3 separate regions of the Sus scrofa genome follow, and regions 2 and 3 are each linked to region 1. A link is a contact called in public HiChIP or PLAC-seq data. All regions are on one chromosome and are shown on one strand. Each heading gives the region's core, a stretch centred on a gene start, on an enhancer-like site or on the middle of the called end of the contact. The rest is flanking DNA. Distances are from core to core; before and after follow the strand shown.

Region 1 (4,686 bases), core at 1,144-3,643:
AGCAAAATTTCCCCAGGCCTCCCTGGTCTGGAGGGACAACTAGAGTCCTGTCAGCAATGCACTGGGACAAAAGTTATGAATGCAACGGAGTTCCCTGGTGGCTCAGCAGGTTAAGGATCCAGCATTGTCACCATTGTGGCTCTGGTTACAGCTGTGGAGGGGGTTTGATTCCTGGCTCCAGGAACTTCCGCATGCTGTGGGCGTGGCCAAAAAAAGGTGAGGAATGCATAAGAATGACAGCTTTCCCTTCTCTCACCCTTGGAGGAAAATCCTAGTGTGTCCGGCTTAGCATTCTGTACTGCATCATCTGATCCTGATCAAAATTCACAGCCATCTTTCAGAGCAGATTAATTCATGTCAGGAACCACTGAAAGGGGTGGGGGTTGTGTCAGAAAAGGCTGAGAAGGGAAGCAGGGAGCAGGAGGCCGAGTATACTTACAGTGCATGAGGAGTGGTGAGAAGCCGGGGAAGAAGGAGAAAGACTGAACCAGTGAGCCCGGGGGTGCAAACAGTGTCTCTTTTTTTTGGGCACTATTTGAGAGATACAAGAAAAGACCAGAATTAATGTGCTTCTGATGGCTGGTCTCTGCTCTCTGGCAGCATCACCACGGGAGAATGAGCTGAGGACACTGGACACTGGAATAGCTCCTGCTTCACTGGTTTTAACCCATCTCTTCACAAAGGGCCTCAGCCTGTTCCCCAGTTTACAGCTTTTTTCTGAGAGTCCAAATGTTGTCTCTCCGTACCCACAAATTCCAACACTCATTGTGACTCTGGCTGCTCATGAAGTTGCAGAAAGGCAACCCCTATCCTCCATAGCTGCCGCAGCTATCCCAGCAAAGCCCAGGTCTCTGCTCACAGCAGAGGTCTTCATGAATGCAGACTCCTGGGGACTTTGCATTCTTGGAGGCTCCAGGTCTCCAAGATTGACTGAGGAACTAGTGTCTCAGATGCACTTCCTTCTCCCCTCAATTTTTCTTCCAGATACATATGAAAAAATTAAAAGTTCTTTCTTCTTCAGCCCAAAAAAAAAACCTCATCATGCAACTCAAATACTTGTGGTCCTAGTGTAAAACGCACATCAGAATCAAGCTGACTCAAAGTAGGACCTGGCATTAGTCAAACCTGCAACACAATGAATGGAGCTTAAGATCCTCGCCAGCAATTCAGTCCTGGACTAAATACCTGGAAGGTAACACATCTGAGCTGTCGTGTGGCTCAGGTGGGGAAACCACAACTGCCAATGACTGGTTGGCTGGGACTCCTGGGGTTCCCGTAATAGGGTTGTAATTCCTCAGTCTGATGGACTCATGGTATGAAGACATAGCTTTATGCAGCATTATTAGTTTATGTAAATAAGTCAGAAACTTTTAGCCAGAATTCAAATACCCAGGAAACTGAATTGACTATTAACAAGATTACTGACTTGCAAAAATGCATTTTGTTCTTAATGTTTGACAAATGCAATTTTTGCTCCAGTTGTTTAAGATACAGTTTCTCATGGTTGGTGAGGAAAGAAAGCTGCTTGCTCCAAATGTGCAAAGCAATGACACTTGCGTAACATGGGGCCTTAGGGCGGTGACCAGATGGTTCACTTCTGCTGACAGGCGAGATCCCTGCTAGGCTGTGGATGAAGACATGCAGGCGTTATTGGAATTTCTGTTTTACCAAAGGAGAATTAAGGAATATTTACCAAATGGGTTTTCTGTGTGCCCGTATTTACTACCAAAATTCCCGTGTGAATAAGGTCATACAATAAGCCCTTTATTTGGTATTACATTGTGCTGAGTCCTGACACTAAAACAGAATATCTGAAATAACTGTCATAATGTGTGGCCACCTTAGGCAGAGGACAGAAAGCCTGCAGCTATTTGCAGCTCCCAGCACTTCAAAACGTGCAAAAAAATGCAAGGTAAAACACATACATAGGCGTACACACATACACACCAGTGCTTTACGGGAATGGAAAAGGAAGACAGATTTCCCTCTTTAAATGATATATTCTCTAACCTTTCAGATATGTGAAAGCCAGCTTAAGCTCTGAAGAAAAGGTAAGTTTCATCTACTGGGTGATCTCTGGGATGCCCCCGGGTGATTGCAGATCCCAAATGTAATCATTGAAGTGTTGGCGTTTTTGTTCTCCTTTTCTGCGTGTTCATGGCAGAGCTCCATTGTCTATGCTCTCAGGCAGCTTGTGCTGACAGATTCCACGTGAAATCACAGAGGGCAATTCTCCGCTGCTGACGGGAACGCTGGGGTAGGGGGAGAGCGCCCTTCCGCTGGGGGTTGGGCCCTGACTCAGAGCAGGATGCCCAAGTAATTCAGTTTACCCAGACCAGCCAAGCCTCTGCGTCTGTGCTGAGAATCCAGCCTGGAGAGACTCCTCTAGGATGACACCTAGAGATGACTGAAGGAAACAACTCTGGGCGACCTCAAAGACAAAGTAAGGGTGGGTTCTGTTCTGTGTGCGCATGTGTGCGTGCGTGCGTGCCTGCACGCATGCACGTGTGGGGGCGTCTTGGGTGTGCTGTGGATGGGATGGGGAGGTGTTGCGGACGGTAAGGGAAATTGCCAACTCTTCTTGGGTGTTTGAGAAAAATCCGGTTAGGTTTCTACCTAACAGGATGCAGCATCAAAAAAGAATTTCAGATGGATTTTTTAAAAATATGTAAACAAAACCACAAAGGAATATTTTTTTCCTCTGTAAAGAGATTGTGATTACATCTGACAGAAACATTTAGGAGCACCACCAGCACCTTGTGACTGATGAGAGGTGGAAAGTAAGAGAGAGAGGTTAGGGCTGAGAACCAGATTGGGGCTCCTGTATTCTTCTCTGTGGAGACAAGATACTGCCTGCATCACCCAGCCCCACCTGCCCTAGCTGCTCCGTCACCAAACTCTCAAACAAGGCAGTCCCTGAATTCCTTACTATGACAATTACATCATCTTGCTGCAAATAATGAAAATATCTTTTGAACCAAAACTTAGGTCACAAGGTTCCTGCATGGTCTTAAAATGCGGGCAGGGCTGTGCCTCCAATGAGGGTATAATGTTCGAAAGATGGTTCAGCTTTAAGGACTCTGTGCTCCCAAGTGGGATCTGAAATGCCAGGAGCTGTTTGGTGGGGTGTCTCCCAGGTCCTCAGGTCCTTAGGAGAACCGTGTCTGACCTCATAAAGCACATAATAAAATTTATCTTGGAAAATCTTGGGACTCCATAATCTCCACATGTGGCCTCTGAAGGAATTCTTTTTCCAAAACCATGTTTAATCTCACGAAGCCCAAAGTAAGTCCTAAAAGACTTATTTCTTTCTTTTTAATTACCTAGGTAAAAAATCCCTAATGCATTTCCTTTCAATGGGCTAAAGCCCCACTTCTAGGCTTATTGGAGATTGCATGATGCAGAACATCATTGTGGGGCCCTTTGGCAGTGATGGAATCAGGAGATGCTGGGCCCCATGGCAGAGGTGCTGTGACCAGGTGCAGGCAGCGGCTTCCAGACTAGCCTACAAAGGAGCGATAATCATCTCTCCCGGTATTCTCAGGCAGTTGAGAGCTATGCTAGTTAAGAGTCCATGTGAGGTTATCGATTTTATTGCTTAAATAAATAAAATTTTAAGACATCCCTCGTAATCACTGTGTCTTCTTTGAGCTCTGTCTCCGGCTATGTCTTCTTTATTGCAGGGCGGAGGGAAATTCTCTGTGTCACTTCTACATGCCTTGTGACAAATTTTGCCCCAGACTGCTGTTTCAAGGATACTTATATTAAAAAACAGCCTCGGAGGATACGGATAGAATCTCTTTCTGGGGCAGAGGACATATTTGTTTTCTGGCAATGATAATAAAAATGTCTGTCTCCAGAACAAAGGTTGGGCAGGTTTGCTAAGAGTCCCACTATAAGATCAGAGGTCTTCTAAGCTCACAGCTCCTCGGCTTTGACCTAAACCCTCTGTGTATCCACCTGGGCCCACCTCTGCATCAGCCCCATGGGGCTTGGGGCCGAAGGGGAAGCTATGAGAACATGAGCTCATGCTGCCTGCTGTGAGTAATAAATGTCCTTTGTTGCTGACCAGGGGTCTGCATCTTGTGCCAGCATCAGTGAAGCTCTGACTGGCTAACTGAGTGCAAGCAGAGTAAAAAAATCAGACCCCTCACAATTTTTTTTTTGGTATGGAAGTTCCAGGGCCAGGGACTGAATCTGAGCTGCTGCTACGGCAACACCAGATCTTAACCTGCTGCATCACAGCAGGAACTCCTCACAATTATTGACATTATTTTATCTGGTCATCTCTTTGGGTCATCATTTGACCTGAAGCTGGGGGAAATGATAGTGAAGGTATGATAAGGACAACAAAATCAAATTAAGTAGCTAATGAGAGTTTAATGTTGCTCTCGCCGGGGTCCTGCTAGCCTCCTGGCTGTCTTGACTCCTTCCTTGCCCCCATCGAAGTGAGTACCAGGCCAGTGCATGGCTGGGCGCACTCTGAGTTCTTCAGTGTAGTGGGTGCCTCTGTGTACCAACCACTTCTCAATCCGTGATCTGGGCTTCTTGCCACAGTTTTGAAAGTTTGGAATGCTCCCTGACCTGAGGCTGAGAAGGGTTAAGAAACTTGTCCAATTCACAGAGCCTGGTAATGGAGGAAGGATTTCCATTTGTATTAATCTGGTAGCAAAGCTCATGTTCCTC
Region 2 (4,686 bases), core at 550-3,049, 170 kb before region 1:
ATCTATCTCTATATTAAAATCCCTTAGTTGAGGTATGCTACTCTGTGAAATCTATATCCAAATTATGATCTTCTCCCCCACAATCTGCCAACCTATCAGAGAATTATAACAGATGCAGTTGTGAATCCTCAGTCAGCCTCTTAGCAGCTATGCCATCTTTGACAAATTACTGTAAACCACTTTAGGGTTATATTTCAAGTCCTGAGATTTTATATTCAGTAGTTACTGGAAATTGATAATGATGATAAGAGATACTTGCTACATAAGGATTTAAAAAATGCCTATCGAGTGCTGAGCAAAATCTCAAAAAACATTCATACAATTTATTTAACTTTGGGTTTTACTTTTAAGCTGTAAATTTTTCTTTGGCAATGTTCACAGACGGTCTTTGCTGAAATATTATTTCTCTGATAGTTTTAGCTGATTCTTTAAATAACGAGAGGTTTGCTCTAGCAAAGGATTTATCTTTCTTTGGAAGAAGCCAAAATCATCTCCATTTAAGGACACATAAACAGCTGCTGGAAAAGATTTTAGTTACCCATAAGAAAGTAAAGCAGGCTGAGTTCACTCTGCCGTTAAGTATAAAACAAATTAAAAATAACAATTAGCTTGTCCAGAATTATGGGCAAGATTTAAAGAATTAGAATTCTGAGATGTGGTGATTTAAGTAAATCTAAAATATAAACAAAAAAATTAGAAAAAAACAGGAAAATGATGCCTGGCTTTTCAAAGGAATACTTTTCTGTTCTCGGAAGTTTGAAATATCATTCCATTTACTAAAATTTAATTTACATAGTAATTTTCAGGAAAACAATTACTGCATTAAATGAGCATACCCTTTTAGAAACACTACTTAAATTTCCAAACACACGCACACCTGTCGTTAATAAAGTGTCATTAACTAGGATGCCACTGATTAGGGATTTGTGATTATTTCTTTTCTGCTGCAAAGTTACTCCTGATACTGTGTCAGCTTACTAAAATTTTAGTAAGATTTTACGGTAACTTAAGGCAGCTGTTAAAAAATCCTAAGTACTTAAATTTGTAAACAGCGAATTTTCCAGGGTAATATCTATCAGTTTAAACATGAGAATTACAGTAAATATATTGTTCTAAATGAAGAAAACACAAATGAATTAAATATATTTATTCTTACTTTAACTGTAAGGTAAAGCTAATTTTTTTTTAAACCAAAATCAGTCTTCTTATCCTTGTTTTCTCACACACACTCTCTCTCCCATACACACATAGGTATGAAAAAAGAACACAGTCAGTCAGGAAAAGGTGTAAAATTTGATTCTGTAACAATGTTTAATTATTATCTTGCTAGAAGCTAACATTCTGAAGCTGCAGTGTTAAAGCAACAGCAACAACTCAATCAAAGTTGTCTGGCTTAAGCCAGTATTATTACTCTCAATCTATTAAAACTCATATTACTTTAATTCTTCAACATTATCACCCTCAGTTTACAATTATTTCTAAGCCTGAAGATGCATGAACTTTTACAAAACAGCTATCACTCTGAACTTTCTATTCACCCTGAACTTTTCAATTTACCTCCCATATATTTTAAAAGTTAAAAAAAAGAAAAAAAAAAAAAGAAGCACAAAGTATTAATGACCTTTCTATAACTAATGTTAAGATAAATGACATTCTAAAAAGTTTGGCTGTGATAAGACTATGGCTAACCAATCATAACTTCAGAATTCCTGGGTGACATCATAAGACCTCCCTATAACCCTTTTCCCCCTCCACCTACTTCAATTGTTCCCATAACTCTGGTAACAGAGTCAGAAAACTTTCCAGCTAAACACCGATAAGACTTCATACAACTCACAATATTCTATACTGTGATCATCATAAACAGCCAAGGTAAGAAACAGATTTTACTGATTATGGCAACTCTTACTTTCTATAATTCAAACTTAGAGAACTTTTTAAAAAGAGTTAATCGTACTTGGTAAATTTCAGTAGGAAGTTTGATAATGTCTGGCTGACGTAAAGCTTAATTTCTAAATAAATGCTTGTCCATTCAAGTAATAGTAACAATAAGACTGTATTCATCTTTGATCCTGGTTAATGGTTTGTCATTTTAATTTAACTTTCACTTTTATTTCCGCTGTTCAAAGGTGAATTTCTGCCAATTAAAGTATCTTTCAACTATGTTACCATGTTTGGTGGTAGAGGTGATTTGATTTCTCCATACAAAAACAATGTTTTCATTTTGTTATGTTACTCTGCTAAGGAGAAGGGTAGGGCTGGGCTGTCTGTTTACATCTAGATACTATGAACAATGGTGTGACTGTATAAAATGCACATTATTGGCATGAGTATTCTGATATTATCATTATGATTCCTTACAGTGAATATTAATAAAGTGGAGTTTAAGAATAAATAGCACAAACTAGTTTTAAAATGCTTTTGAAGACTTTTTTTCCTTTCTATAAAGTCCAGTCAACTTCTACAAAAAAATCCAAGCTTTTAATAAATTGTGTTATTTCTATTAAATTTAATATTCTATCATAAATGATAAGTTTGGGCATTTCAAAATACTTGTCAGAAACATGTAAAATTCTTTATGAAGTTACAGAATATTAATTTATTTTAAAAATAAAAAAACATTATTTTGGCAGTACAAATATTCCTATCTCATTTGAGTGAATTTGATAAAAATGGATCTTTACTCTGCCTATTAATGAATATACTTTTATCAAGGTACTATCCTCCAGTGTTTCTCAGTTTCCTCTCTTGTACTTAGAGGGTGGACAGGAGAGGATGAAAAATGCCCAAGAAGGGAGATACCACCATAAATTTTGTAACTTCTGTTTAAATTCTACTCTACTCTTGATGTTACAACCCTCAATTTAATGTATAAAATGTGTCTTCATTCTAAGATTTCAGTCAGGGCATAAAGGATATTATGATTTTCATTATTTTTATCTTTACATAAATGTCAAAATAAAATTACCTCTGGAATTTTAAGTTCGAATGACAAATGTTAATTCTACTGCTTTTTATAGATAAGAACTTTTTAATTCCTTAAACAGCTTTCCTTGAGGCACGCAAAGACATTTCCAATTTTTGTCTCCCACTGAAGCACCCTAACTGCCTATCAATATCTTTATTTTCATTAAATATTTTTCCTTGGATATTACAAAGTCACTCAGTGTGGGTGTTTTATATGCAGTTTTTATGCATTTTTACTTAAATGCCTATCAAATTACACACATTCTCACACTTAAAATGTTCATGAGTTCTTTTACAGTACCAGAATTTCACATTGCATACCACGCCACAAATGTGGTAATTTCCAGAAAGAGCAGAAATTCTGCTATTAAAATTATCCTTAGATAGACAGTGTGTCCAGATTAACAAAAATTATGTACAGTGACTATTAATCCAAATTTCAAACATAATTCCCTAGTGCCAGACATTATGTCCCAACTAGTTTATCTCCATCATAAGGTGAAATTTAAGTAATGTCTTGTTTCATGTGGTTAAAACTAAGTGCTTTAAAAAAAGCATCTGATGAAATAAAATGGAAGAAATGTGAAAGATTTTTTAATTATGAATAATTAATTAAGTTTAAAAAACACATGAAAGAGTACTTTGCTTTACCAAGAGAGGTCGTGCCACTATCATTTCCTAAAACTCAAATACCAAAATTACTTTAACGATATTTCAGTGGACATTAAGGAAAATAATACTCCAGAAAAAATTACATTTGGTTATACATTGATATTGTTTCTTAAATCTCACTAATTAATTAGAGAGAGAAGACTTTGCATAAATGAAACAGTCCCCCCAAAAAGAATTAAAATATTAATGTATTAAATAAAAATATTACTTATGTAACAAATTGTTTAATATATAAAAGTTTTAAGTAAAAAATTAAATGTAAAGGATTACCTAAATTAAACTGCTTATTACCAATCCTAGAAATAAAGAGGGTCAATTAAAACCTCCTCCTTTATTCTTGAAGAATTTTCTAAATGCGCCATATAAAATATCTCATTTGATCCTCTCAATTCCCTATTTGTTTGACATTCCATTTCTTTCTCACAGTTTAGGAAACAGATGCAAAAAGGTGAACTGCCCAAGGTCACAGAGCTAGGAAATGGTGGAGCCTTGGCAGAAGCCAAGATTTTATGACTCTAAACCACAAGCATATCCCATCCACTGATCAACAAATAACTCCTGACACTGGCAAAACAAAATAAATTCAAAGTCCTCAAATACTGTTAATGGTGCTCTAAAAGGCAAAGTTAGATGACACAAACTTCCATTTTAATTTAAAACCACTTCATTTAAAGTTAATTTTTGCATGAGGCATTATGTCTTTAATAGCCTATATAATATCCTCCTGGCCATTTTCAGAGCCAGGGATATAAGGAAGTTAGAGATGTCCTCAGTTACTATGCAGTATATCCTTGAAGACAAAACTCAAAATAATTGCACAGATTTCAAAAAACAGTAGCATGTACAATCAAATCAAAGTTTCCTTTTACATTGCTAAAATACTCATGCCTTTAATCTACTTAGCTTTGATACCTAAAAGACAGGTTAATTTCCCCTCAAAACTTTTCATAAATACCACAGTTCTATATTTTATTCCAATTTCATGTTAAAACTTTAGCTTTCCTCAATTTTATTTCTGACCTCTTCACATTCTACCATTTAAAATAT
Region 3 (4,686 bases), core at 1,033-3,532, 140 kb before region 1:
CTCCAAACAGATTATTAGCAACTTAATTAAAGAACAATCTGAGGTATAGTTTATTTATTTAATTTAATTTTATTTTTTTTGTCTTTTTGCCTTTTCTAGGGCCAGAGCCACAGCAACGGGATCCAAGCCATGTCTGTAACCTACACCACAGCTCATAGCAACACTGGATCCTTAACCCACTGAGCAAGGCCAGGGATCGAACCTACAACCTCATGGTTCCTAGTCGGATTTGTTAACCACTGTGCCACGACGGGAACTCCCTGAGGTATAGTTTAAAGAGGTCAACAACTGAAAGCAAAACAAATTTTAAAAGCTGGCAGGTAACAAAGCTCCTTATCATATTTACACAAAAACTTTAGTATTCTTGAATGTCTTTTAAAATTTTGTTCAACTATACCATTTTCTGGATATTTCCTACTAGTTTCAGTTTAGATTAGGTCTCATCACGCAGTTCACTTGCAAAGAGCGGCAAATGTTATTTCTTCGCTATAAAGATGTTTACAAATCAAATTTTAACTTGATCTCAAATTATGGGATATGATTTTTGAAAAGTCAAATATTCTCAGGAAAAAAAAAAAAAAACCTGTTACTTTATGAGAGAACAGACAAGAAATTATCATTTGGTCCTCTAGCCACCTGAAAGTCTAGGGAAATGTGTAGTCATTAACCTCTTCCCTAAGCTCATGGCTGTGTGACTGAAGAGCCTTTTCAGATCAGAAATACATAGGTTGGAGTTCCCATTGTGGTTCAGTGGGTTAAGAACCTGACATAGTGCCCATGAGGATGTGAGTTTGATCCCTGGCCCCAGTGTGTTAAAGATATGCATTGCTGCAAGTTGCCAGCAGATGTGGCTCAGATCTGGCGTTGCTGTGGCTATAGCACAGGACAGCAGCTGTTGGCTCAGATTCAATTCCTAGTCCAAGAACTTCCATATGTTGCAGGTGAGGCCATAAAAAGAAAAAGAAAAAAAGTACATGAATTCATCACAGTTCTTGAAAATGGACTAAATTCAGCTCTGCTTGCTCAGGTTCAGGCATTCATATTCTACCAGGCCAAGAAGCAAAACGGTAGGAAAAAAAAATGAGTGAATGAATAAATGAACCAAGAGATGCATGAATAACCCTGAAGGTAAAAATGATGTCCTCAAAGATACAAAATATACCTCCAACAAATAATTTTAATTTCTGCAAATCTGCTATATCTGTAATGCTCTTATATGCCATGTTTAAATCTTTAAATTTGAGTATTTTAACAAGTAATGTAAATCAACAAGAAAATTAAGTAGAGATGGGGAACAAAGGGAAAGAGCTGCTTAGTTTGCAAAAGAATCTAAGTCATAATTATTTTAAATATTGACTTGAAATTATTTGATTTCACAAGCAAAAAGAAGTATTCTGTACATAACCTTTGACCTACTTCCACATGCAAATGAAGAACTAAGCCCATAAAGGTTAAATTACTTGCCCAAGTACAGATCTCAAAATAGAATCCTGGTCTCTGGTTTCTCAGTCTAGTGTTACCTATACTATCCTACACTACACCTCTCTTCTTCCCCTCTAGTTTCTCCCTTCAGGAACAGATACCTAACAGTGCAGTTAAGAGCAGGGCTATGGAGTTAGACTTGAAGAAGCTCAGCTCCACACTTGATTAGCCAGCTATATAACCTCTGATATGTTATTAATCTTTTTCATCAGCAAAAAGATTGATTATAGAATGATTCTATAATGAAAAAAAATTATCATGTATAGAAGTAAAAGACCTCATATTGCAAAAACGTATGGTATATATTCTTAATAATGTTAAGGTCAACTGATCCACTATTATAATCTAATAACACCTAATCACTATAATAAAACACAACAAAGAAATAGAACACTGGGAAACTTTTATGACATCTTCCAAAATTTGTGGTTGCCTAGGGTTGGGGACATAGGGATGTTGTGGGGTGATGGCTAAAGGGAGTGAGGGTTTTCTTCAGGGTAACTGAAATGTCCGAAAATTGATACAGGTGACAGATATACAACGCTGTGAATATACTAAAAGCAGCTGAGTTGTACACTTTGAAAAGATGAGTTATATGGTATATAAATTACATCCCAATAAAGCTGTATAAAATGAAGAATATTTGGTTTTCATTGCCTAAATATCTCCTGAATCATTTCATTTTCTCCTTTCCTACTGTCTCTTTTTTATGCACAAGTCACCACTGGCTCCTAACTAGGTGCAAGTGGTCCCCTGGCATCCTGTTTTGCTCTCCTCTGATTCAGCACAGAATGTTTTTTCACCTCCCAGTTTTGACATGTTCTCTCAGCCTAGACTCCTCGCTTCCCTTGTTTTAACTTGTCAGTTCCTACTCATCTTTTCGGGTCTCAGCTTCAACATCACTTCTGCCAGGAGGCCTTCCCCTAATCCAGTGGATTTAGAAATGTTCCCCTACCCTGTGTACTTTGCCTATCATACTGCTCATTTTTTATGATAATTATTTTCTGTCTATCTTCTCCACTAGACTTTCTGTATACGATGAACAGAGAAAATGTCTGTTTAATTCTAACCTCTAAAACAGTACCCGACACACAGTAGACACCCAGTAAATACTGCCTACATGAATAAATAAATGACTGAACAAGTCCCTACCTACCTCACAAAGCCTTAGCTTCTTCGTAAAATAAAGACAATGCACCAAATGTTAACTTGTCTGATTTTTCTTCCTTTCTGACATATATTCACAGGATGACCTCAAAATTCATACTATTCAACAGCCCTATTATTTCTTAGTAAAAACAACTAACTAATGAAGATATGATTAAATTGAAGTCCATTTTTATCAGTCCCTATTTGAAATAAATGAGGTTAATTAGATAAGAAAATTATCTCTGATACAAATTAGCAGTTGGGAATTATCAAAGAAAAAAATATTTAACGATATCTGTACCTTTTTAAAATAAAATATATAAATATGCTTGAAAATTAGCCCCAAATAGACTACTAGAAGCTACGTTTAAGAACTCAGATTTAAAAAGATAAAAGAACAGAACGCAATCCTGCCTCTCAGACACCATATAGTTCAGGAGAGGAAGACTATCCTGTAGAAGATTACTAAACCAAGCCGAAGCAAAAATTAAGTTCTTTTGCAGCCTCAGGGTCTTAGAGCCCCAGTCCTACACTCCTCTTGCTTCTCCTTTAATCATTCAACCCTGGCACCACATCTAGGTTATGGCCCCACACAAGTACTATATGCATCAAAAACAAGTCCCTCTCAAACTAATTCTTTGCCAACAGCAGCTATTTATGTGGCCTCCAGGTCCCAGCAAAAAAAACCTAGGAAGAAATTGGTGATCTGCTGTGTAGCTTATGTTACAATTTGGTAGTCCTACAGGCACATCTATGCTCATGTCACAGATGTATTTTCTCTCAACCTGGAATCTGATACCACATGAACAAATCACCACAGCTAAAAAGTGGTGCTGTTAAATTAGTGTCCCAACTTGTTAAATATAAAAATCTCACACCTTTATTTAGCATTATTTGAAATCTCAAAATACCTTGCTTAAAAGCAAATCATTCAATGTTAACTTTAGATTAGTTTTCTGTGCTGGAGTCCCGTCCCTGCTGAGATTCTGATGTAATCCTCTTCTCCATGTTGATCTCTTTGCAATTCTGCAGTTCTTAAAAGAGTATTCAATAACTGTTTATTAGGTGAGTAAATGAACAAACTACTAAAAGGTTCATGTTAGGAAAGACTAGAAAAGTATCTCTATTTATATATTGGTCATTTATAAAACTGGATATTTCTAATTCCTAGAACATTTATAGCCTGTAAAATAAATATATTCTACACTTATGTAATAATTTTAAATTTTTACAGAATTAAAATAGAACACATTAAAATTTTAAAAAGTGCACTTTTTTTCAGATGATTCACAGAATACTTTGAGGATTTGGAAATGGCCAAAGAGCACTGCTTTGAACATCAGTTAAAACCAAACACTATAAAGCAGAGAGGAGGTGGGGAGAGTGAAGGTCTGACTCGACAGGACTTTTCAGTTTAAGGTTTGATGACTTACTTCACAGGTGTACTGATTACTTAAAGTAACATATCATAAAATTTAAGTAATATTTATTCATGTACTTTGACTTATATCCCCCAAATTAAATTTACACTTAGTATATAGAGGTGTATCTATTTAAACAAAATTGTCTTTTTAATAAAGAGAAATTAATTACTAAGGTAAATAAAAGAACCTCAAATTTATTACTATAGGTTAAGCATTTGAATTGTATAACATAAGCATGATGTTATTATTTGCAAAGAGCAGCCAAAACTTCAGAACCTTATGGCATGTTAGGCTTTTTTCTCCTAAACACTCGAATTCCAATCTTTTTTTTTTTTTTTTTTTTTTTGCCTTTTTAGGGCCGCACCCACAGCCTGTGGAAGGTCCCAGGCTAGGGGTCTAATAGGAGCTGCAGCTGCCAGCCTATGCCACAGCCACAGCAATGCTGCATCCAAGCCACATCTGCATCCTGCACCACATGGCAACGCCGGATCCTTAACCCGCTGAGCAAAGCCTGGGATCAAACCCGCAACCTCATGGTTCCTAGTCAGATTCGTTTCCACTGTGCCACGACAGAAACTCGCCAACCAATCTTTATGTATTAAAGACTAGTACAATCACATTCTTTACCTGC

Evidence for each region. HiChIP or PLAC-seq counts read pairs in DNA pulled down with a chosen protein or histone mark.
Region 2: an H3K27ac HiChIP or PLAC-seq map of skeletal muscle shows a contact between it and region 1. The contact joins the promoter of PLN here to the enhancer-like site in region 1. A contact is called at or near these places in 2 of 5 promoter capture datasets (fetal skeletal muscle and liver), 26 of 47 Hi-C or Micro-C datasets (adipose tissue, alveolar macrophages, blood and 13 more) and 2 of 2 datasets of contacts at active chromatin or transcription factors (alveolar macrophages and skeletal muscle).
Region 3: a contact with region 1 is called in an H3K27ac HiChIP or PLAC-seq map of skeletal muscle. The contact joins two enhancer-like sites. A contact is called at or near these places in 2 of 5 promoter capture datasets (fetal skeletal muscle and liver), 29 of 47 Hi-C or Micro-C datasets (adipose tissue, alveolar macrophages, blood and 16 more) and 2 of 2 datasets of contacts at active chromatin or transcription factors (alveolar macrophages and skeletal muscle).

What each region holds. Positions count from the first base shown.
Region 1 is chr1:43,282,893-43,287,578 of Sscrofa11.1, reverse strand. No RefSeq gene overlaps it. Among named protein-coding and RNA genes, the nearest start is that of ASF1A, 70 kb to the right of the region's middle. Within about 2 kb of position 2,393, at least 39 of the 83 cell types and tissues checked have an H3K27ac peak or open chromatin away from gene starts, as enhancers often do. A contact at or near this core is called in adipose tissue, alveolar macrophages, fetal skeletal muscle and 4 more, where this site is marked.
Region 2 is chr1:43,456,038-43,460,723 of Sscrofa11.1, reverse strand. It overlaps PLN (phospholamban), which reads left to right and starts at 1,799. Exons shown (of 2, transcript NM_214213.1): 1 at 1,799-1,872. The region is part of intron 3 of CEP85L (centrosomal protein of 85 kDa-like); the gene reads right to left.
Region 3 is chr1:43,426,622-43,431,307 of Sscrofa11.1, reverse strand. All of the region lies in intron 2 of CEP85L (centrosomal protein of 85 kDa-like), which reads right to left. Among named protein-coding and RNA genes, the nearest start is that of PLN, 30 kb to the left of the region's middle. Within about 2 kb of position 2,282, at least 2 of the 83 cell types and tissues checked have an H3K27ac peak or open chromatin away from gene starts, as enhancers often do. A contact at or near this core is called in skeletal muscle, where this site is marked.